Linked DNA regions of Hordeum vulgare: region 2 is linked to region 1. The links are chromatin contacts, called in public Hi-C maps. All regions are on one chromosome and are shown on one strand. The core of a region is the stretch at or near the end of the contact, and the rest is flanking DNA. Distances in the headings are between cores, read along the strand shown.

Region 1 (7,399 bases), core at 3,250-5,749:
TTTCCTTTCAAAGGCAATTCCTTCTTTCCTCGGGTTCCTGTTCAAAATCTGCTTTTTGAGCACATCGCAAAGGGTTTGATGCCCTTTGAGACTTTTGTACATGCCTGTCACATACAATTCCTTCACCCCCGCATTTTCGTCAGTAACATTTGTGGTTTCCTCAAGTGAGGAATTTGTTACCACGGGAGTAGTTGAAGAATTTGTAGCAATAGAAGCATTTGATGATTCTGGTGAAGAATTGGCAGTTTCACGCTCGGTGCATTTGAGACATGGTGGAGTGAATTCAACCTGAGCGACACTGGTCTGTTGAGCAAGTAATGAATCGTTTTCCAGTCGAAGATCATCATGAGACATCAACTTCTCAAGATCAAGTTTCCTTTGAAGAAATTCATAGGAAAGTTTCTCATGATCAGCCAAGAGTGTGCCATAACGATCTTGAAGACTATCAAATCTGGACTGAAGACTTTTCACATCTTCAATGAGGATTTGGGTATGATTCATTTCATCATTCAACAGGTCATCGCTTCTGTCTAGCAGTTTTTGAAGCTTTTCAATGGCACTTTGTTGTTTAGTTGCAATGTTGGCAAGTTTACTGTAACTGGGTTTTCTATAATCATCAGATTCACAGTCACTTGAATTATAGGAGGAAGTGTCATTTGGTACCTTTGAACCTTTTTCCATGAAGAAATAGGTTGGAGCGAAGTCATCAGCACAGTCATCAGTGTAGATAGCGTTGTCATTTTCTTCAAGGTTGAAGATTGACTTGCCGACGAATGTGGTAGCCAGTGCAAGACTGGCCACACCAGACTCTGAGTCTTCTTCAGAACCTTCCTCTTCATCACATTCCTCAGTTTCTTCCTCGGAATCCATTTCCTTGCCAATGAGTGCCCGAGCCTTTCTGAAACTAGTTTTCTTGTGCGATGAGGACTTTGAGGATGAGGATTTTGAAGATTTCTTCTTTTTCTTCAAGTCATCTAAACTTTCATCCTTCTATTTCTTCTTCTTTGATTCCTTCACCCAGCGAGGACAATCAGCAATATAGTGACCAGATTTCTTGCATTTGTTGCAGGTTCTTTTCTTGTAGTCCTGAGATGAAGATTATGATTTCCTCATATCTCTTCTTGAAGATTTACCAAACTGGCCACGCCTTGTAAACTTCTGAAATTTTCTCACGAGCATTGCAAGCTCCTGTCCAAGTTTTTCAGGATCACCAATGCTGCAATCTGAGTCTTCTTCGTCAGATGAGGAAATTGCTTTGGCCTTCAGCGCACAAGGTCTAGAGTAGCTTGGTCCATACAGATCTCTCTTTTCTTCCTGTTGGAATTCATGAGTATTGAGTCTTCCGAGTATATCAGCAGGATCAAGCATCTTATAGTCTGCTCTTTCTTGAACCATCAGAACCAGTGTATCAAATGATGGATCCAGAGATCTTAGCAGTTTCTTCACAATTTCATGGTCAGTGATGTATCGAGCTACCAGTGCTTGGAGTTCATCTGAGATGTCAGTGAGGCGATCAAAGGTATCTTGGCAGTTTTCATTGCCAAGCCTCTTGAAGTGATTGAAGAGATTTCGAAGAACATCAACACGAGAGTCACGCTGAGTTGAAATTCCTTCATTGACTTTGGACAACCTATCCCAGATAAGCTTTGTTGTGCCCAAAGCACTCACTCTGCCATACTGACCTTTGCTCAGATGGCCACAGATGACATTCGTCGCTTGAGAATCAAGTTGATTGGATTTTTTCACATCAGCGGTAGAGACAGTAGCAACTATGGAGGGAATGTCATGTTCCACAATGTACCAGAGATCATTGTCAATACCTTGAAGATGCATCTGCATCTTGGTCTTCCAATAAGGAAAGTCTTTTCCTTCGAATGTAGGACATCCTGCAGTAACCTTGATCATACCTGTAGTCGACATAACTAAAACTCCAGGTGGTTAAACCAAAATCACACATAATAAGGGAGTACCTTGCTCTGATACCAATTGAAAGTGCGTTATATTGACTAGAGAGGGGGTGAATAGATGATTTTTAGAATTTGATCGCTGAGGAAATTCCTCACTAATGAATAACGTGCAACAAAAATAGCGCAGGATTAGAGGTGCAAAGATTACAACAACAATTTACTTGATGAAGATTATGAGAATCGGTTTGCACAGTATGCAGGCATAGAATAAACAGGTGAAGATTAACTGATATGAAGAATTTGAGGTTGAGGAAATTCAGAGAAAGTCTTCAGCAAATTCTTCAAACAGTGAAAATGAAAGTCTTCAACATACAATATTGAGGAATTGAAAGAGTTGAAGAAATATAACACGTATCACAATTAAGACAATTGGTGATGACCCAATTCCAACTCTGTGACAGTCGTACGTCTGGTTTGGAGAGGCTTGGTATTGAAACCAAAGGACACACAGTCCCGGGACACACGGTCCCTACCGTATTCTCCTTGAGCTAAGGACACACAGTCCTCGCCCAAAACTCGTGGTAAGTCTTCAGGACAGACTTTCAAACCCTCACAAGCTCGGTCACCCGACGATCCACAATTGACTGCTGGATTGCTCTAGACCATGACGCCTAACCGTCTGGAGGATGCACAGTCTCAAAGGTAAAAGGCTTCAGTTCCACACATGAACAAATTCTTCAGTGATGCTCAATCATTCGGTTTTTGGTTTGTGGTTTGGTGTTTGGGGTATTTCCTCACTTGATGATTTACTCTCGAAGACTCTGAGGAATTTGGGTTGCTCTAAATGGCAAGTGTCAGTTTCTCGCGGAGCAGCCAACCAGCTAGTGGTTGTGGGGGGCGGCTATTTATAGCCTGAGAGCATCCGACATGATTTGACATAAATGCCTTTAAATATTATGACCGTTGGTGTGGATAAGATCGGTGAGGTGGCGCGTATCGCGACAACGGTCTGAACTCTCAGCTGTAAGAGTCCTCATGTCTCTCATATTCCTCACTTGAGGCTTTTGTAGGTTTAGTCTTGGGTTGAGCATCATGAGGAGATTCATTCCGTAGTATTACCTCGACCCCCTTTAACAGTACGGTGCTCCTATGACCCAAGAGTAAAGAAAATGAAATATAAAGAAAAAATCTTCACGCTTCAAAGTCTTCGGACTGATTTTCTTCAGGACACACCAAATTCCTCATCTTCACTATCTTCATGAGGAATATCAATTTCATCGCAATTTCTTCGCGATCAAACTCTTCAGCATAAGACCAATTTCTTCACTCGAAGACATACATTTTTAGGGGTCGATATTCATCGTATAACTCAAACTCCTCAGCGACTTATAGAACATGTGTACACTTATAAACACATTAGTTACTTAACCTATAAGTCTTCAAACCACCAAAATCACTAAGGGCACTAGATGCACTTACAATTATTATAAGTGTTTACTCACCATTGGCTTGATTGATTTGGTCAAAAGCTGGAATATTTCTTTGACAAAAGCTTGCTAGAGACCATCGCTTCAAGGGAACCTTTCTATCGTGGGTTCGATAATCCAGGGCCACCTCTTGGGGAAATAGGTGTGGGTTACTTTCTGTTCTGTTACCGGATCACTATAAAAGGAAGTATTACTTGGCGGCGGCGACCTCGGCTGCATCTTTTTTCCTCACTCCTTCCTCCTCCAAGAAACCCTCTTCACCAACTCAACGATCGTCTCCTCCAAGGTTCACACCTTCTTTTGCTTCTTTGGGCGCACGGTGCGGTCGACAACGTCATGAAAAGTGGCACCCGGGAGGGGGCGACGGTGGGGTATGGAGTGTCAACCATGATGTGAGGGCGGGAAGGTTTTGGGAAAGAATGAAGGTAATAACACCTGCGTGTGCCATACACGGGCGGGCCAGGGGAGGACATGGGAGGGCGAGGTTGGAAATGGGTCCAAACGATAGAAAAGTGGACATCCATCCGTTTGCGTCGACATATTTGACTGCATTTTTTATACGCTCAAAACCATACGAATGCGGGCGGACGAAATAGGTCGACGCATTGGAATTGTCCTTAAATGAAAGGAGACTTGTTGGATCTCGCAGGATTCCGTCGATGTTTTTCTTCGATGAATTCAATGGATCCGATCTTGGTTCGTCCGTGTTCATGCAGGATTCCGTCGATGTTTTTCTTCGATGAATTCAATGGATCCGATCTTGGTTCGTCCGTGTTCATGCAGGATTCCGTCGATGTTTTTCTTCGATGAATTCAATGGATCCGATCTTGGTTCGTCCGTGTTCCTTCTGATCTACACATGCGTTGACCCTATGGTCCTTAGCACGACGACTTCTCAATTGTCTACTGCGGTGAGGTTTGTCAGACTCGGATGAGGGAGGGACAATGACGGTGGCGCATCTTCGACTCGCTCGAGTGTTTATAGTTGTCGCTAGGTTGTGTACCGACTTTGATGTATTTTTTACTTCTACTAATGTTTTCTGCACCACCTTGATTGACGATGAATAGATTGGACTTTTTTTTTTAAAAACAAGAGACTCGTTGGAAATGTTTTTGCTTCGGTGCAAACAGCGGAGGAGGTATCCCCCGTGACCCACGTAATTTTTTTTTTTCCCCCGTGACCCGACTCCATCCAGCCTGCCTCCCCACCCCTCTCCCCGCTCCCCGGTTGCTTCCAGGTCCAACCCCCCGATCTCCAGTCCCCACCTCACCTTCTCTCCGCCGTCGTCGACGCCGCCGCCGCTGCGGCGACCTTTTCCGGTTTTCAGGTCAGAGCTGCTTGCCCTCTCAAGAATACGCACTGTATCTGCTAAGTCTTCTTCAACCTATTCGATCCGGCTAACTGTTCCTCGCTACTCCACACAGGCGCTCGCGATCCATGGACTCCCGGTCGATCAACCTTCGGGGCTTCGCCGGAAGCGCAGGAAAAAATATCATGCAGGTGCTCACCCCCTCTCCCCATGACCTTAATCGAACCCGTCCCCAACCGCTCCTGCTTCTCTCTGTCACCGACGCACCCTAGGTCGGAGCCCGACATGGCGTCTTGCCGGTCGTATGAACGAGTTCTAGTCTCGTATAGCATGGAATGCTTCCTTCCATTGGAGCTCGTGCTCTAGTAGCAGCTGGACCAATGTGATGCCATGTTTTCATCAGAAGTTGGTGGAGCAAGTCTGATGTTTATTAACCCCATGTTCTATTGGTGTTGTCTCACAGGGGATTGGGGGATTCGTTTTCGGCAACGAGGCGTCCGAGTCCAAGGAAGATAGGTAGAGGCAGTTCGGCATGAATTTTTGTTCAGTCGTGTAATCATACTTTTAGGCCTATTGTTGCCTGAAAAACTTAGCACCTGGTTGACATATGCCACTTCTAGTGAGTGACCCTGTAACTGCATTATGTTTTACAGTTATGTCGAGAGATTCCTCGATCGCATAAGCAACGGCACGATGCCTGATGATAGGAGGTCTGCCATGACTGAGCTACAGTCCCTCGTGGCAGAGAGCCGTTCGGCTCAGATGTCTTTTGGAGCTATGGGTATCTCATTTCACTTGGGTCCTTGGTATTTGTACATTCATCTCTATGAGCGACTGATGTGTGATACATTCTTGCCAATTTGCAAATAGGCTTCCCTGTCCTTCTCAACGTTTTGAAAGAAGACCGCGAGGATGTTGAGCTCGTCAGAGGTGCCCTAGAAACCCTTGTGAGCGCGCTGACTCCTATTGAGACGTCACAGGGACTGAAAACTGAGGTCCAACCGGCATCAATGAACTCTGATTTGCTTTCTCGAGAAACAGAGAATATTTCTCTTCTCTTGAGCTTACTGGTGAGTTTACATTCTTTGCTTTTACTGCATGTAACTCGCTTTACCTGCTCCATCTGTCATGATTTATTTCTCCCTCCTGTTTGGTTCAAAGACAGAGGAGGATTTCTATGTGCGATATTACACAATCCAGCTTTTAACAGCGTTACTTACAAACTCGTTGAAAAGGTGCCCAGTAAGTCTTTTCTGTTGGGATGCATACACTACACTTTAAACCTTTTTAACTCCTTTTTATCCTTTTGGTATTTCAGATTACAGGAGGCAATTCTATTAATTCCTCGTGGCATAACAGTTTTAATGGACATGCTTATGGACCGCGAGGTTTAACACCAACCTCTTTTCTCCTCTTCCTGTAAAGAAGCACACATGCTATCCAGACATGTCTATTGTGCTAATATCAATTTTGCTTATCCTAAGTTATCCATGCAGTAGTAGTGTAATGCATGCGGAAACGGTTTATATGGTTACAATGTATGAAATCAGTTAGCAGCATGACTTTGATTTACAACATGAAGTAGAGATGTACAATCATGTTGATTTGGACCCTTATCTGTTCTTTTGAAGGAGTTGATATACGTGCTTTCACAAGTAATTATATTATTTGATGTTATTTACTTCAGTAGCGCCTCCTCTATCTTAGGCTGTAGTATGGTTTAATTAATTGAAAAAGCTAAAAATGCAGTTCTTTTGCAAATGCTGAAATTACTTTCTGCTGGTTGCAATCCAGAAGTCATGCTAAGTTATTGTTGTGTTCCCAGCACTCCAGCATCATCAATTTATAACATATTTTTATTGCTTTGTTTCTTTACTTGTGTGGTTATATAGCTCATATGGGTATCTTTGATGCATGTTGAAGGTCATAAGGAATGAAGCACTGTTACTTCTTACTTATCTGACCAGAGACGCAGAGGTTACTCTCTCATATTCTTTTTCATTTATTATGTTCCAAATATCAACTTGAACCTATCTGTGTATACTAAATGACTGGTAATTCACCCTTTCAGGAAATTCAAAAAATTGTTGTATTTGAAGGTGCATTTGAGAAGTTGTTTAGCATTATTGGGGAGGAGGGATTTTCTGATGGAGGCGTCGTTGTTCAGGTGATTATCCAGGAGCCATTTTATATGATCTGATCTGATCCGTTGCGTACTCGAATTGTCTAAAAGTTCTGGTTGTTCAGTTTCCAGTTGAAAGCTGTTTTTTAATTTTGTATAAAACTTTGTTGGTACTAATCTATTCTTTTTTGTTGGAGCAGGATTGCCTTGAACTTTTAAATAATTTAATACGGAACAATGCGTCCAATCAGGTATGTTTCTATCGAACAATTGTTTAGTGTTAGATGGTCATATTTTTCATTGACATAACTTTGTGCTAATATCAGATGCTTTTGAAAGAGACAATGGGCTTTGACCCATTGATATCCATACTAAAGATAAGGAGAGGCAGTGCATTCAATTTTACCCAACAAAAGGTATACCATTATAAATTAACCTATATAGCCTCACAGATAGATTACTCAAACTGACAACTAGTTCTGTTTGGCCCAAAAAGCCTTTATCAACAATACTTCACTGAAGTTAAAACTCTTGTCTCTTTAGACGGTAAACCTTCTCGGTGCCTTACATACTG
Region 2 (6,888 bases), core at 351-2,850, 320 kb before region 1:
AGTTTCCAAAACAGACCGCGACTACAAATTTTCGGAGGCAACTCGCAACTGCAAGTTTTCCAAAACAGACCGCAACTCCAAGTTTTCGAGGCAGCCCGCAACTGCAAGTTTTCCGAGGCAGGCTGTAACCGCAAGTTTTGTGAGGCAGGCTGCAATCGCAAGTTTTCTGAGGCAGCCGCAACTGCAAGTTTTCCGAGGCTGCCCGCAACCGCAAGTTTTTTGAAATAGATTGCAATCGCAAGTTTTACAAAACAGGTCGCAACTGCAGGTTTTTCGAGGCACCACGCAACTGCAAGTTTTCCGAGGCAACACACAACTGCAAGTTTTCTGAGGCAGGCTGTAACCGCAAGTTTTCTGAGATAGGTTTGCAATCGCAAGTTTTTCGAGGCAGCCCGCAACTACAAGTTTTCTGAGGCAGGCTGTAACCGTAAGTTTTCTGAGGCAGCCCGCAACTGCAAGTTTTTCGAGACAGATTGTTCACAAGTAAAACATGCCACAACTGCAAGTTTTACGAGACAGCATGCAACTGCAAGTTTTCCGAGGCAGCCCGCAACTGCAAGTTTTCTGAGACAGATTGTCCGCAAGTAAAACATGCCACAAGTGCAAGTTTTACGAGACAGCATGCAACTGCAATTTTTCCGAGACAGATTGTTCGCAAGTAAAACATGCCACAACTGCAAGTTTTACGAGACAGCATGCAACTGCAAGTTTTTCGAGGTAGCCCGCCACTGCAAGTTTTTCGAGGCAGCTCGCAACCGCAAGTTTTCCAAAACAGATCGCAACTACAAGTTTTTATGAGGCAGCCTGTAACTGCAATTTTTTTGAGACAGATCGCAACTGCAAGTTTTACAAAACAGGCCGCAATTGCAACCCATCACACCCTACCGTAACTACAAGACCAATCGGGGGTGGGGGAGGCATTACTATAGGAATGCCTAGTAGTGATGAGCGCAAAATAGCCATCAATGACGGGCTAGGTGGCTAAAAGGCTACCAGCGACGAACACACTTCCGCCTCTCCTAACTGATTAGTAGTCTCAGACATTAACTAGCACCAGTGGCGGAGCCAGGACCCAGGCCAAGGGTGTCTGGGCCGGGGCGTGAGGATTAATTCCTTTGCTGATTCTAGCATTTTTTTTACACTATTGATCCTGTTAATCATTGTAGCAATGAAGGAGGCCTAGGGCATGATGCTAGCCTGGCTTCGCCCCTGACTGGCACCCACTACTAAAGGATACACCAGAGCAATTTTGTACCGAAGCAAGATGTGCCACTGGCGAGCAGTATGCTATGCCCGTCATTGCTAGAAATTTTCTAATTACAAAAACTGCATTGTATTGTGATGTACACCGTACATTTCATGCACTCTGATGTATTGTTTTTGGTTGTTTAACATTTCTTCTAGACAATCTTTTTGAAAACTAATAATATATGACATAAAACCACCGGTCATGGCCCGAAGTCACAGGCTCATCATCCTAGCTGTTGCTGTCCAACAAAGAAAAAGAAACATGAAAAATCATCCCAAAACCGGGATACAGTCCACGATCGACCACAACTTGTCTGTTCCCTCGTATAACAAAGCAGCCCAGCAATGAAAAAACAAAGAGCTCGGCCCACAGAAAGGACAACGCAACAACGTGACACATATACGACCGTGGAAGAGAAAAAAGAACCGACACCTAGGCTGACGTAACAGGCGACTGAGACCAAACTATTTCTCAATCGACTGAGTTGCAGGCACTCCCTTATATGTATTGCTTGGACAAGCTACATCCCATGTGAAAGATCGTCTCAGTGCAGAACATTGCTTCTTATATGTGTGAATATATGCATGTAATATTGATTGACTAGCGAGTGCAATAAGCATGAATAATTGGTTTGCTAACAAGTTTACAACGTTCCATCTTCAGCATTTAAACAAATGGCCAGACAAATTATATATTTATATCCCGGTGACAACCGAATGTAAGGGAGCAAGAAAATGGCGACTCAACTCAATCTTCAGGAGCTTCACTTCCTGAGAGACAGTCAAGCTCAGGAAAAGGTTGGATTTCTATCGATCTCGTTATTTCTGACAGAGCGATGAGGTCAAGGCTAAATATAGGCTCACTAGATGGGACATTATTTGTAGACCAAGAGATCAAGGGGTTTATGGATCGAAAATTTAGAGACAAAAAATAGGTGTCTACTCAGTAAATGGTTGTTTAGACTATCTATGGAAACATAAGGTATGTGGGTACAGATTCTGACTAACAAGTACTTACAAAATAAGACCTTATCTCAGGTTACAGCACTACCAGCTGACTCCCCTTTCTGGAAGGGCTTAATGCGGTCTAAGAATGTGTTTTTCCATAGGACGAGGATTATTATAGGCAATGGTCAATCGACTAGGTTCTGGGAAGATACTTCGCCAGGGGAGATGCCTTTAGCTATTCAGTATCCGCAGTTGTACCATATTGCACAACGTCGACAGGCGTCCGTTGCGTCAATATTATGCGAGACACCTCTAAATATTCAATTCCGTAGATCCTTGATTGGTGACAGATGGACTAGATGGCCGCATCTAGTCAGAAGGTTGGTGGACATTAACCTCTGTGATCACCTAGATCGTGTTCATTGGAAGTTAAACACGAATGGAGTATTTACGGTCAAATCTATGTACACGAATCTCATAGATTCGACTCCTATTCCAAAATCAGGGCATATATGGAAGGTCAAAGTTCCGTTGAGAATTAAGATCTTCATGTGGTTTGTTCATAAAGGGGTTATTCTAACGAAGGATAATCTAGTAGAGCGAAATTGGAAAGGAAATCCTAGATGCAGCTTCTGTCAGGATAAAGAATCTATTAAGCACCTTTTTCTAGACTGCCCTATGGCTAAACTATTATGGCGCTCGTTGCACATTGCTTTCAACATCAGTCCCTCTAATAGTATAAACACGTTATTTGGGAAGTGGTTACAGGGGGTTGATGCTCAAACTACTAAACTTATTCGTGTGGGATCATGTGCACTATTTTGGGCTGTATGGAATTGGAGAAATGATTTAGTGTTTAACAGACAACGCGATATTCACTTCTTGCAGGTTATCTTCAGGGCTACCGCATTGATCCGCACATGGTCATTACTCACTCCTGTGGAAGCCAGGGAGCCTATGGATACTGGGTGTGTCCGATAGGAGATGGTAGCTCAGGGTATCTTCAACCGGTTTGGATGGCGGCATATTAATAGGATAGGTGTCTAGTCATCTCCGGTTGTGGCGCGTCGAGCGCCTTGTATCTTCTTTTTACTTTATTTTTTTCCAGATTATATTGTACTTCGTCAAGACTTGGTTTGATTTTAATATATGGATGCATGCATCCCTCGATGCAGAGGCCGGGGCTACGCCTCCTTTTCTAAAAAAAGGTCAAGCAAGAAATCTCCATGATTTGTCACCAACTTGATGATTTCTACATATGCATCGGAAGTCGACATTTAGCTCCACCCAGCCAAAAAAAATATGAAACTACTTTTGATTTTTAGCCAAAAAAATATATCAAATGTAACTCTGCTTACAAGCCTATCGACCGTACAAGCAATAGCATCAAGTTTTGATTTTTAGTTCACTTATGATGACATTGAGATTCTTTTGAGAATCAATAAAATCTTTAATAACTCCTTCAAGTTCAACATGTATTCAATTATTATTATTGTAAGAATTTCCACAAGGATTACATAATAGTTTGTAGAGATAGAAGGATATGACCTAGGATTGTTTCCAGAGGTATTCCTATAATCATTATTATTAAAATTATTCCAATAAAATTAACATTAACTTGATCCTTATTTAGGGTCAATGGGAACTTGTATAGAAATAAGCCATATTTGCATTAAACGAAGTGATCTCCTCAAGAGAGTTTATCTTCTTATCAATTGAAGCTCTTTCGGTAATGCCATTGAGAGAAATTTGATGTCATATTATTAGGTAGCTTGGTTGAGGCACCAAGGGTATTCCCATGAAGGTTTCACCTACAGCTGAATCGAAAAGAATTCTAGACATAAAGTTTAGTCTTTCATAGAATGTTTGCACTACCATCCAAGTAGCTAAATCATCAATAGGACAATGTTTTATCACATATTTCATTCTTTCCCAAGCTTGGGTTACATGTTCTTGCTCGAATTGTTTAAAATTCATATATTAGATTCCTTGGTTGTATGATTTTAGCAGGAGGATAATATTTCCCAATGAAAGTATCTTTGCATTTAGCCTATGAATCAATATTACTTTCTAGGCAAAGATAGCAATCATTCTTTTTTTGAGAGGTCTAACAACAACCATTCTTTAGCTTTATCTCAAAAATGGAAATGAAAGATTTTTTTTTTGAAAAACACCCCATATATTATTTAATCCAAAGATAAGTGCTTACAATCATTCATTAGAGCATACACCACGCAGGTCAGAACATAATTAATAAGAATCCCATCAGACCTAGTGCTAAAGCTAAACTTAGCAATCTCATGTGCCACCCCATTTGCAATCCTATTTATCTTTGAAATCTAAAAATTTGGCATCATCCTGGAGATACTCAGAGCCTCATTCAGCACAACAGTCATCAGGGACCTGTCAAGCTTCTCATTCGCAAGGAAGGAATGTACGAAAGCACAATCAGTCTCCAAAATAATAGATTGGTGAAGGGTGATACCTATATAAAGTCCTGCGAGCCAGGCTCGGAGCTCGGATTCATTCACACTGGTAGACCAATCAATAAAATCCCAAGAAGAAATAATAATTTCTACATAAGAATTGCGAGCAACAACCCCCCACACTCGTTGCATTGGTACTATCCACAAAACTGGCGTCAACATTGACCTTGATATGGTCCAGAGGTGGAGGAGTCCACACCACATGTTATATAACGGAGCATAATCAGCTGCAACACCCCTTACCTTCTCCTTACCTTTGTGACTAGCGTTCGGCAGAACAGTGTCATGAGAGGATGTGATAGTACCCCAATAATTGTCCACAAACCGAGCAGAGGTAATAGTGGATTCTTTCCCCTTCCGAAAATTTAATCATTTGTCAAATGCCATGTACGCCAGAAAAGAAACAATAATTGCTCCCGCTGCTACATGCTCACCTTATTAAAAAACCAGTCTGGACCCGAGCATTTGAAGAGCTCCTCATCCGGAATGTTCCACAACTCTCTCAATGCCAGTCGTAGAGCTCGAGCCTTAGAGCAATTTATTAGAGCATGAAAAGTGCTTTCGTCTTCTACACCACAAATAGAACACATACCTGACTCAATTTGATGGTGCTTAACTCTATTCATGTGGACCGCCAAGCTATTAGTTGCAGCTCTCCATGCAAAAACTTTGATCTTCTGAGGGATATTAGCCTTCCAAATTAACTCCCAAATCCCCCTTACCCCCTCTGGTTCACCACTAGATTGTCCAATAGTGTCTGATTATCCTTCAATTTAAGAGCAAAATTGTATGCACTTTTAACAGAGAAAATACCATTCTTTTCATGGTGCCACGCAACAAAATCACCATCCCTAGAGGCTTGAATACGTATCTTGAGGATTTCCTCCGCGTCATGTGGGTAGAAAATATGCTTAATCAAATTTTTGTCCCAACACTTACGCCCGCTCATGTAAAAAACTAGATACCCACTTCAATCTGGTATTATGTTTCCTAGTTGAGATTTTTAGGCCATGTCCCCATGGTATCCAATTATCCCTCCAAATATTAATACTAGAGCCACCGCAAACCCGCCAAATGGTCCCCTTCTTAAGGAGTTCCAGAATATGAGCAATCCCTTGCCAAGTCACTGAAGTAGCATGTGGAAACACCATATCTAGAATATGTCCTTGAGGATAATACTTTGCCTTCATTAGCTTTGCACATAGCGAGTGAGGATACACCACCAAATGCCATGCTTGTTTAGCCAAAAGAGCTTGATTAAAATGTTAGAAAACACGAAAGCCCATCCCACTCTTACCTTTAGGCCTTGTTAGTTTGTCCCACGCTAACCAGTGTGTTTTCCTTCTATCTTCTCCATCTCCCCACCAAAGATTCCTAATAATCTGGGATAAATCCTCACACAGAGAAACCAGAAATTTGAAAATCCCCATAGCATACACAGGTAGAGCCTGAATTAATGTTTCGATTAAGTCTTCCGTGACTCCACAAGAGGAATATTTTTCAATCGAGTCAGAAAGCCTTTTTAGGAACTTATCTTTAGTATACTGAAACTTACGAGCCTTCATTCTTCCCTCAGGGACCGGTAATCCAAGATATTTATCCTCGAACCCCTCCACGGTAATTTTTAAGATAACCATAATATTCACTTGATTCTCCAAACTGCACTTTTTCCCAAACATCATGGAGCACTTATTCGGACTAAGTAACTGTCCAGTTCCCTTCTCATATACTATGAGAATATTTTTAATTCCTAAAGCTTGATCAATCGAACCCATGAAAAATAACAAACTGTCATCCGCAAATAGCAATTGAGAAACACCAGGAGCTTGTGTATTCAACCTGAATTCCTGAAGAACTCCCCTGGCGCACACATCATTCAGCAGCAGAGACAACGCCCCAACAACAAAAAGAAAGAAATGCGCAGATAACGGATCACCTTGTCTGAGACCCTGAGTAGGAGAAAATGTTTCCAACAATTTACCATTAAAGCGAACTGCAAATTTAACCGAAGTAACACATGTCATAATTATGTTAATCCATCGTGGTGCAAAACCCAACGCACCCATCATACTTTGCAAAAAATTGCCAGTCTACACAATCATAGGCTTTGGCAAGGTCCAACTTATAAGCACAATATTCCCCTCTTAAATCCTTAAGCATACTTAACGAATGCATATATTCGAAAGCAATAAGAGCATTATCAGAG

Evidence for each region. A called contact is a pair of places that touch in the nucleus more often than the background predicts.
Region 2: a contact with region 1 is called in a Hi-C map of leaf, with 3 times the contacts expected there. The contact joins the enhancer-like site here to the promoter of LOC123395601 in region 1. A contact is called at or near these places in 2 of 6 Hi-C or Micro-C datasets (leaf and seedling).

Annotation. Positions count from the first base shown.
Region 1 is chr5H:123,290,844-123,298,242 of MorexV3_pseudomolecules_assembly, reverse strand. LOC123395601 (golgin candidate 6) reads left to right here and starts at 4,499. Exons shown (of 19, transcript XM_045090627.1): 1 at 4,499-4,721; 2 at 4,819-4,894; 3 at 5,167-5,219; 4 at 5,357-5,484; 5 at 5,574-5,773; 6 at 5,865-5,938; 7 at 6,022-6,091; 8 at 6,627-6,680; 9 at 6,775-6,870; 10 at 7,026-7,076; 11 at 7,152-7,241; 12 at 7,369-7,399. The coding sequence starts at 4,832.
Region 2 is chr5H:123,612,828-123,619,715 of MorexV3_pseudomolecules_assembly, reverse strand. It overlaps the pseudogene LOC123399362. Among protein-coding and RNA genes, the nearest start is that of LOC123397205, 130 kb to the right of the region's middle. Within about 2 kb of position 1,600, at least 1 of the 3 cell types and tissues checked has open chromatin away from gene starts, as enhancers often do. A contact at or near this core is called in leaf, where this site is marked.